2 separate regions of the Sus scrofa genome follow, and region 1 is linked to region 2. A link is a contact called in public Hi-C data. All regions are on one chromosome and are shown on one strand. Each heading gives the region's core, a stretch centred on a gene start, on an enhancer-like site or on the middle of the called end of the contact. The rest is flanking DNA. Distances are from core to core; before and after follow the strand shown. Region 1 overlaps NHSL1 (NHS-like protein 1). Region 2 overlaps NHSL1 (NHS-like protein 1).

Evidence for each region. A called contact is a pair of places that touch in the nucleus more often than the background predicts.
Region 1: a Hi-C map of liver shows a contact between it and region 2, with 6 times the contacts expected there. The contact joins two enhancer-like sites. A contact is called at or near these places in 1 of 47 Hi-C or Micro-C datasets (liver) and 1 of 2 datasets of contacts at active chromatin or transcription factors (alveolar macrophages).

What each region holds. Positions count from the first base shown.
Region 1 is chr1:25,903,399-25,906,952 of Sscrofa11.1, reverse strand. The region is part of intron 1 of NHSL1 (NHS-like protein 1); the gene reads right to left. Among named protein-coding and RNA genes, the nearest start is that of HEBP2, 110 kb to the left of the region's middle. Within about 2 kb of position 2,157, at least 13 of the 83 cell types and tissues checked have an H3K27ac peak or open chromatin away from gene starts, as enhancers often do. A contact at or near this core is called in liver, where this site is marked.
Region 2 is chr1:25,747,666-25,751,136 of Sscrofa11.1, reverse strand. All of the region lies in intron 1 of NHSL1 (NHS-like protein 1), which reads right to left. Among named protein-coding and RNA genes, the nearest start is that of NHSL1, 86 kb to the right of the region's middle. Within about 2 kb of position 2,111, at least 10 of the 83 cell types and tissues checked have an H3K27ac peak or open chromatin away from gene starts, as enhancers often do. A contact at or near this core is called in liver, where this site is marked.

The DNA.
Region 1 (3,554 bases), core at 908-3,407, 160 kb before region 2:
GATTAGTTCAAATAGTTTTTGGAGTTCCAGTTTGTGGAGCTCACAGGATAGGCGGCATCTCTGCAGGGTGGGGACTCAGGTTCAAACCCCTGCCCAGTGCAGTGGATCAAAGTATATAGGGTCACCATGGCTACAGCATAGGTCAAAAACTGCAGCTCAGATCTGATCCCTGATCTGGAAACTCCATATGCCATGGGGTGGCCGAAAAAGAAGAAAAAAAAAAAGTTTTGAAGTTGTTTGACTATTCTACACATGGCAAAGCCCACTCAGATATTTTTGGAAGCTCCTGGTGGGTCAGGGCCAAATCCATGCAGATCTCTAGTCTAGAGCCAACCTTGATGCCCGACAAAGCCAGATGCTTGGGAACTCAATACAGCGTTACAACACGTAACATTCATGAGCACATTCAAAGAAAGGGGGTTATCACCCATCTTTATGGACCAGGTAAGAGAGGCAAAGGCCCAGAGAATTTAAAAGCATCTGTCTAGAGTGTCATTAACTGCCTAACCTCTACAAAAATTGCCCCTAAGAAGTAGCTTGCAAATAGAAGACAAAAATTCCCACACAGATAATGGTTATTTTCATTTCATTACACAAATCGTTTTTTGAAAGGCTTCCCTGGGTGTCAAAATCGGAATTTATCTTCTTGAATATCAAGGATATCAGCAACCAGGTGATGACTGGAGCTGATGGGCAATGGGGAGGAGGTAAAGGAAACAACCCTTTTTTGGCTGCTACTAAAAATAAGAGCCAGAAGAACAAGTGGATGAGTTTTTACTTGCTCCTTTCCCATCGCACTCTAGGTCTCAGATTAATTGCCATTTCTTCAGGAAATCAAATCCTTTTCGACCCTCTGATTCCATTAATATCTCCTATTAATCACTCTCACAGAGACCTGGACTTTTCTTTCAGAGCCCTAGCTCTTGTTTCAGTGCAGTGATTTGTTTAATGACCTTATGTCTCACTGGACACAGGATCTAGACTATAGAGCAGAGGCCATGGCTCAGTGGGTCGCAGGGTCTAGACGGCAAACAGCAGATCAGATACACAGTATGCATGCAATTAATATTAGCTTGTTGAAAGAATGAGTTACAGGAAGAAAAGAAATAGTTTAAAGCAAATGAGCTCTAGCTTTATTTTATGGCATTAAAAAATAACTAATGTTCCCTGGTGGCCTAGCGGTTAAGGATTTGGTGTTGTCACTGCGGTGGCTCAGGTTCAATCCTTAGCCTGGGAACTTCCGCATGCCTCCGTCACAGTCAAAAAATAGTAACAGCTAATGTTAAAGTATCAGTATTGGTAGAGCGCTTTTAACTACAGACAAAAATCTATTGCAAAAAAAAAAAAAATACTTCACTCTTTTCCAGCCTGTTTTTTGTTTTGTTTTGTTTTGTTGGGATATTTGTTTGTTTGTTTTAATTTTATGGCTGCACTTGAGGCTTATGGAGGTTCCTGGGTTGGGGACTGAATTGGAGCTGCAGCTGCAGCAATGCTGGATCCTTTAACCCACTGCACTAGGCCGGGGATGGCACTAGGCCGGGGATGGAACCAGCATCTCTGCCCTGACCCATGCTGCTGTCAGGTTCTTAACACACTGCACCACAGCAGGAACTCCCAGCCTGGTCTCCTTTTATTAAAGATCCTAAGCATTACTTGAGGCACTGGAAACCCCAAGATGAAGACAATTTTTCCACAAAGGCTTCCTTGACCCTTTTATCTCCGGCGACCTCTCCTCAGCCCCCACCCCAGAGTGCATGACCCATTCCTTTGTGGTTACATTCTCCCACTGGGACCTTCCCTGCCTGAGGACGAATTACGCCTTTATTGACTTTGGAGATACATTAAGTTTGCTGACTAAATGACGAAATGAATCTCTGCCTTATTTGTAAGGAATTTCTGTTGAATGGAAGAAGACCTTAATAAAATGGCAACAATACACATTTTAAAATAGAGGGTGACCGCTAATGGGGGCCAGGAGGAAATGATACCCAGGGAAACGTGACAAAGCAGGATGACATGTGAGCTAGACCTGCACGGCTTTGCTAGATAGAGAAGGATATGAAACACATTCCAACTAGACAAAGGAACGAGAGCAAAGGCATGAAGAAGGGAGCCAGTGATCCAAGTGCTGGGAACCTTGAGTCACGTGGACAGCAGATGGTGCGCGTTGCCTCTGACAGCCCCAGTCCAACCACCCTGTACAGCGCACTGTGTGTGGGTGGCCAGGAGCTGGAAACCCCATTTCCCAGACTCCCTTACACCTGACCTCCTGGTTTGCCAAGGCGGTGCACCTGAACTCGGCTGAGGACTGGAGTCCACACCCCTGGGCTTTCAGGAGTGGTAACAGAAGTCTCAGTGTCCAGCCCCTGCTCTCGTGGAGATGGCAGGCAGGACCAGTGGTGCTTAGTTTGCGGGTAAGGAATATAGGAGAAGCAACTGTGGTCTCAGAGGCAAAACCTAATCGCGGCAGAGAGAACGGGTCCCTTGCTGAGCCAGTTCTAAGGTGACTGCTTCAGCTTGGACCTGTTCGGCAAGGTTTCCCAGTGATCTTTACACCCTGTGTTAAATCCCCCTCTGCCTACATTGCTGTCTGCCACTGAACCTGCCAGAGACAACCTGCTGACCCAGTGGGTGAGAAAGCAGAATTCCTAGGGGCAGCAGTGGGAATACGGCGGGAAAGTAAGTCAGGACCAGTTGAGAAGAACCTTGCCTGTCAAATCAAAGATGTTAGATTTTAGTCAGTCAGTAATGATTGGACATCAAAAGTTTTCATGTAAGATGGTGATCCTGTGTTTTAGAAACATTTTAGAGACAGAAAAACGCATTGAGAAAGTAGGCAAATTCTGTAAAACCAAGGTAAACCAATGTTGATTGAAGAAGGAATAAAGGTAAATAATCTGTGTTCCTTATTTTAGTGTTTTTTGCCCACGCCTGACCTTTGGCTGTATCCTAACACTGCCTGCCTCTCTTAAGTTCTTATCTATTCCAGGTAGGACACCAAGAGTCTGGGGGATAGGTTATAGTCACCTACTGACTCAGGTTAGCCTTTAATCTCACCGACCTCTCTCTTTCTTTTTCTTTTTTATGGTCACAACCATGGCATATGGAAGTTCCCAGGCTAGGGGTTGAATTGGTGCAGCAGCAGAGGCCTAGGCCACAGCCACAGCAACACTGGATCCATGCCCTATCTGCAACCTACACCACAGCTCATCCTTAACCCCTGAGTGAGGCCAAGGATCAAACCCACATTCTCATGGATACTATGTTGGATTCTTAACCTGTTGAGCCACAACAGGAACTCCACCAATCTCCCTTTTAATTTCATATTGTTGGACAATTTTAAATAAATATTTTAGTTCCTGACTACTTGCTACCTTGACAAACTGATTTTAAGAGTCGGGTTTGCATAAACTGTATGGTCATGATCAAAGCCCCAAAATGATGACCAATAGGCACATAAAAAGATGTTCAATATCGTCAATTATTAGAGAAATGCAGATCAAAACTATAATGAGTTATCACTTCACACCAAGTCAGAATGGCCATCATCAGAA
Region 2 (3,471 bases), core at 862-3,361:
CAGAATCAAATGTAAATGCATGCTCACATAAAACTGAAGTAAAAGCAAAACGAATAATTATTATTATAATAACTGGGCCTTTAAAACTGATGAAACTTCTGACCCTTATCCATTTAACTCTCCTAGAAAAAAATTTAAGAGAGGCACTAGAGGCAACCTACTTACAAACACTTGGACTTAAATGCCCGGCATACAGTTGCCAGTTGTGCCCACCCCGTTAATCTCCAGGCTGCTGGTGGTTTCACCATCCCGGACGGGGCCTGGAACTCTCAGCTTTCATGAGGACCCATGGCCAAGATCCTGCTACACAAGACCTAAAATGTGCTCAGTCCCATACACCTGGCACCCTGGAAACCACCCTATGCTCCGCTTCCAAAGCCTCCTACTCACACGTCCTGCTACACAAAATCAGAAAGCCTACCTCGGCAAAAAAGGAATTTGGAGGCTCATTTAAATCATCCATGCTACAGATGAGGCTAGGGTCACCCAGCTTAGGGAAAGGGTTGGGAGGACAGAAGAATGTGAACTTGTATCCTGGTTGTCATTTATAATCCATTTTCCCACAGCAATTTCTCACGTGATGAATAGACCCCATGGCACTATAGGTCTGCGTATCTATATTTCAGGGTGAACAGGCTCGGGAGGGGGCGGGGGTGCCCTGTGCCTGATCCTGCTTCGGAAATACAGTTAATAAGAGGAAATATATTACAAGTTCAAAACAACTTACAAATGAACTTTTGTAACTTGACAGGTTTCTAAATTAGAGATCCCATGTGTAATAATACCAACTCACTGGAAGGCAACAAACCAAAATACCTAACTTGATTTTATCTGCTCTTAGTTTGAAAAGAGGAAAATGACATCAAAACACACTCACATCAAAATGTAATTAAAACACCATTTTTAGAGAACATGCTGAATAAAGTTAATTCAATATTCTAGACCTTCAGAACTGAATTATCATGATATCAAAAACAATGATCCTTAAGTCCCACAATTAACCCCCTTATCAAACCTAACTACCAGCTCTCTAGAAAACTCAATTAATTAGAACACAAGCACATTCATTATGAAACTTGTACTCTATTAGAGTCCAATCAAATAAGTAAGTGCAATCCTTTATTCCAATGTCTTAAATTCTGGAATACACTCAGAAAAAAGTAATAAAAAGTTTTTAAAAATATATCGATCACCAGTCCATGGTACCTATCAACTAATATTTATTATTTGTTATGGGCTAGGCACTGTTCTATAGATCTCATTTTATCCGCACATAAACAATTAACACAATGCCCATTTTACCAAAGGAAAAACATAAGCAAGGAGACGTTAACTGATTTATTCAAGGTCATACAGCCTATCTCTTTACTATGCTTTGCAGCCACTATCAAACTGCTTCAATTATCTCTGACCCCTCTAAATTACAGTAGACTATACTGTATCGGATAGATTACATAAATAAGAAAGTAACCAACTGAAAAGCTGAATTATATTGGGTAAAAGCAAAATAAGATCCCACTGCCAGCAACAGAACACCATCTACTAGATATAGTCCTGCTTGTGTGTTGTTCTCATGTTTATTCAAACGTGTACATCCCATCCACGAGTAAAATCTCCCATGGCCGCCTCAAGTTTTCCTAGTCACGTTTTTTAGGAGGCACTCACTAAACTATCGAAATGGGGATTTTACGTAATCAGTATTTAGAAAGAATAATCCTCTCCCCTCGGATTTTGTTTAGAAAGTGTGTCCCTACCCTGTGATTGTGGTGAGTCACCTCCCTGCTCTCTAGATGCTGTTTAAAGTGCCTGGGAAAGGGAAAATCAGAGAGGCTGCCCTTGGCCCTGAGGAGGATGGACAGGCCTAGGAGGCAGGTTATTCATCTCCAAATAGTGAAGGCCAGCTAGCAAGTGTTTGGCCAAAACACAGATTGGCAGGATTCGAAGATGCTTAGTTGTATGGTAATGAAGCATGCTTCAGACCCAAAGTGCCCTGGACCAAAGGCAGAAGCTCTGTAAACAACCTTCTGGGAATGCAGTATTGTTGGCCCCAGTCCCTGCCCAAGCACAGCACAGGCTACAGGTCTCCGAGGAGAGTCACTCCTCTGGCCCTAGGCCAGCAGATCCTGCAGAGGGCGGTTCTCAAACTCCAGCATCAGAACCACCTGGAAGGCTGTTAACAGCAGACTGCTGAGCCCACCCACACTGATTCTGATTTAGTAGGTCTGGGGTGGGGCCAAGATTTTGCATTTCTAGCAAGTTCCCAGGAGATGCTGATGCTGCTGGCCCAGGGAATCACACTCTGAGAACTGCTGATTTAAGTTAATGATTATGGGACCCAATTCTCAAGGCCGCAGCTGCCAGCAAACAGCGCGTGGTGAAAGGTATTTTCCAATAGTACAGGTAAACGTGGAGTTCCCATCATGGCTCAGTGGTTAACAAACCCGAGCAGTATTCATGAGGACACGGGTTCGATCCCTGGCCATGCTCATTGGGTTAAGGATCCGGCATTGCCATGAGTTGTGGTTTAGCCCGGATCCCGCGTCACTGGCTGTGGTGTAGGCCAGTGGCTGTAGCTCTGACTCGACCCCCTAGCCTGGGAACCTCCAAACGCCGAGGGTGCAGCCCTAAAAAAAAAAAAAAAAAAAAAAAGACAAAGACAAAAATACAGGTAAACGTGCTAAAGATAAATGTGCTAGAGAGTGGAGAATCAACCAGCTAGTCTCAGCACTGCTTCTTCTCCTTCACAAGTAAACTAAGCCATTTCCCTGAGGTATAAGCTTGAGATAGCATATTATAGTGTCACCATACTTAAAGATAGCAAGCTCTGAGACAGAAGGAAAGGAGAGCATCTGCCCCTCTAACATAGCACTAGATCAAAAGAAGCCAGAAATTGAATTTGTTCTTATATTACCTCTCTTCTGACACTGAGCATGAATGTCTGGCAGAGGAAAAGAGGCCAGAAGATGGGAAGCATTAACAAAATGACTTTGTATTTGGAGACTAGAGTACCTTTCATCAGTGAAGTTCAAAGAACTAAACTTCATTACTTCTCTACAGATTCACCACAGCACTGTCACCTGGGCTGCTAATTCACCTCCACAGAGCACACCACTGAGCTAGTGGCACAATGACTGAAAATAACCAGAATAAAACAGAAAAGACTTATCACCCCCTAGCCAAATTCAGCAAATTTTTCAATGTTAAAGTGAACTTAAAAAGTTCATAAAAATTTACTAAAAGTACTCAAATAAAATGTTTGAACACATCACTCACCTCAACAAGCACTTCTCAGATCTGTGACCTAGGGTAAATTGCTTTACCTCTCTGTGCTGCTCAGTAAAATCAGTAAAGCGGGGGTCGAAAATGTCTCTCTCCACAGTTTTTTATGAGGATTAATGAAATGGGCCCATAGTAAGTATCCTACAAATATTAGCTACAAATGTTATCCCATAAATGTTACCGTAAATACTT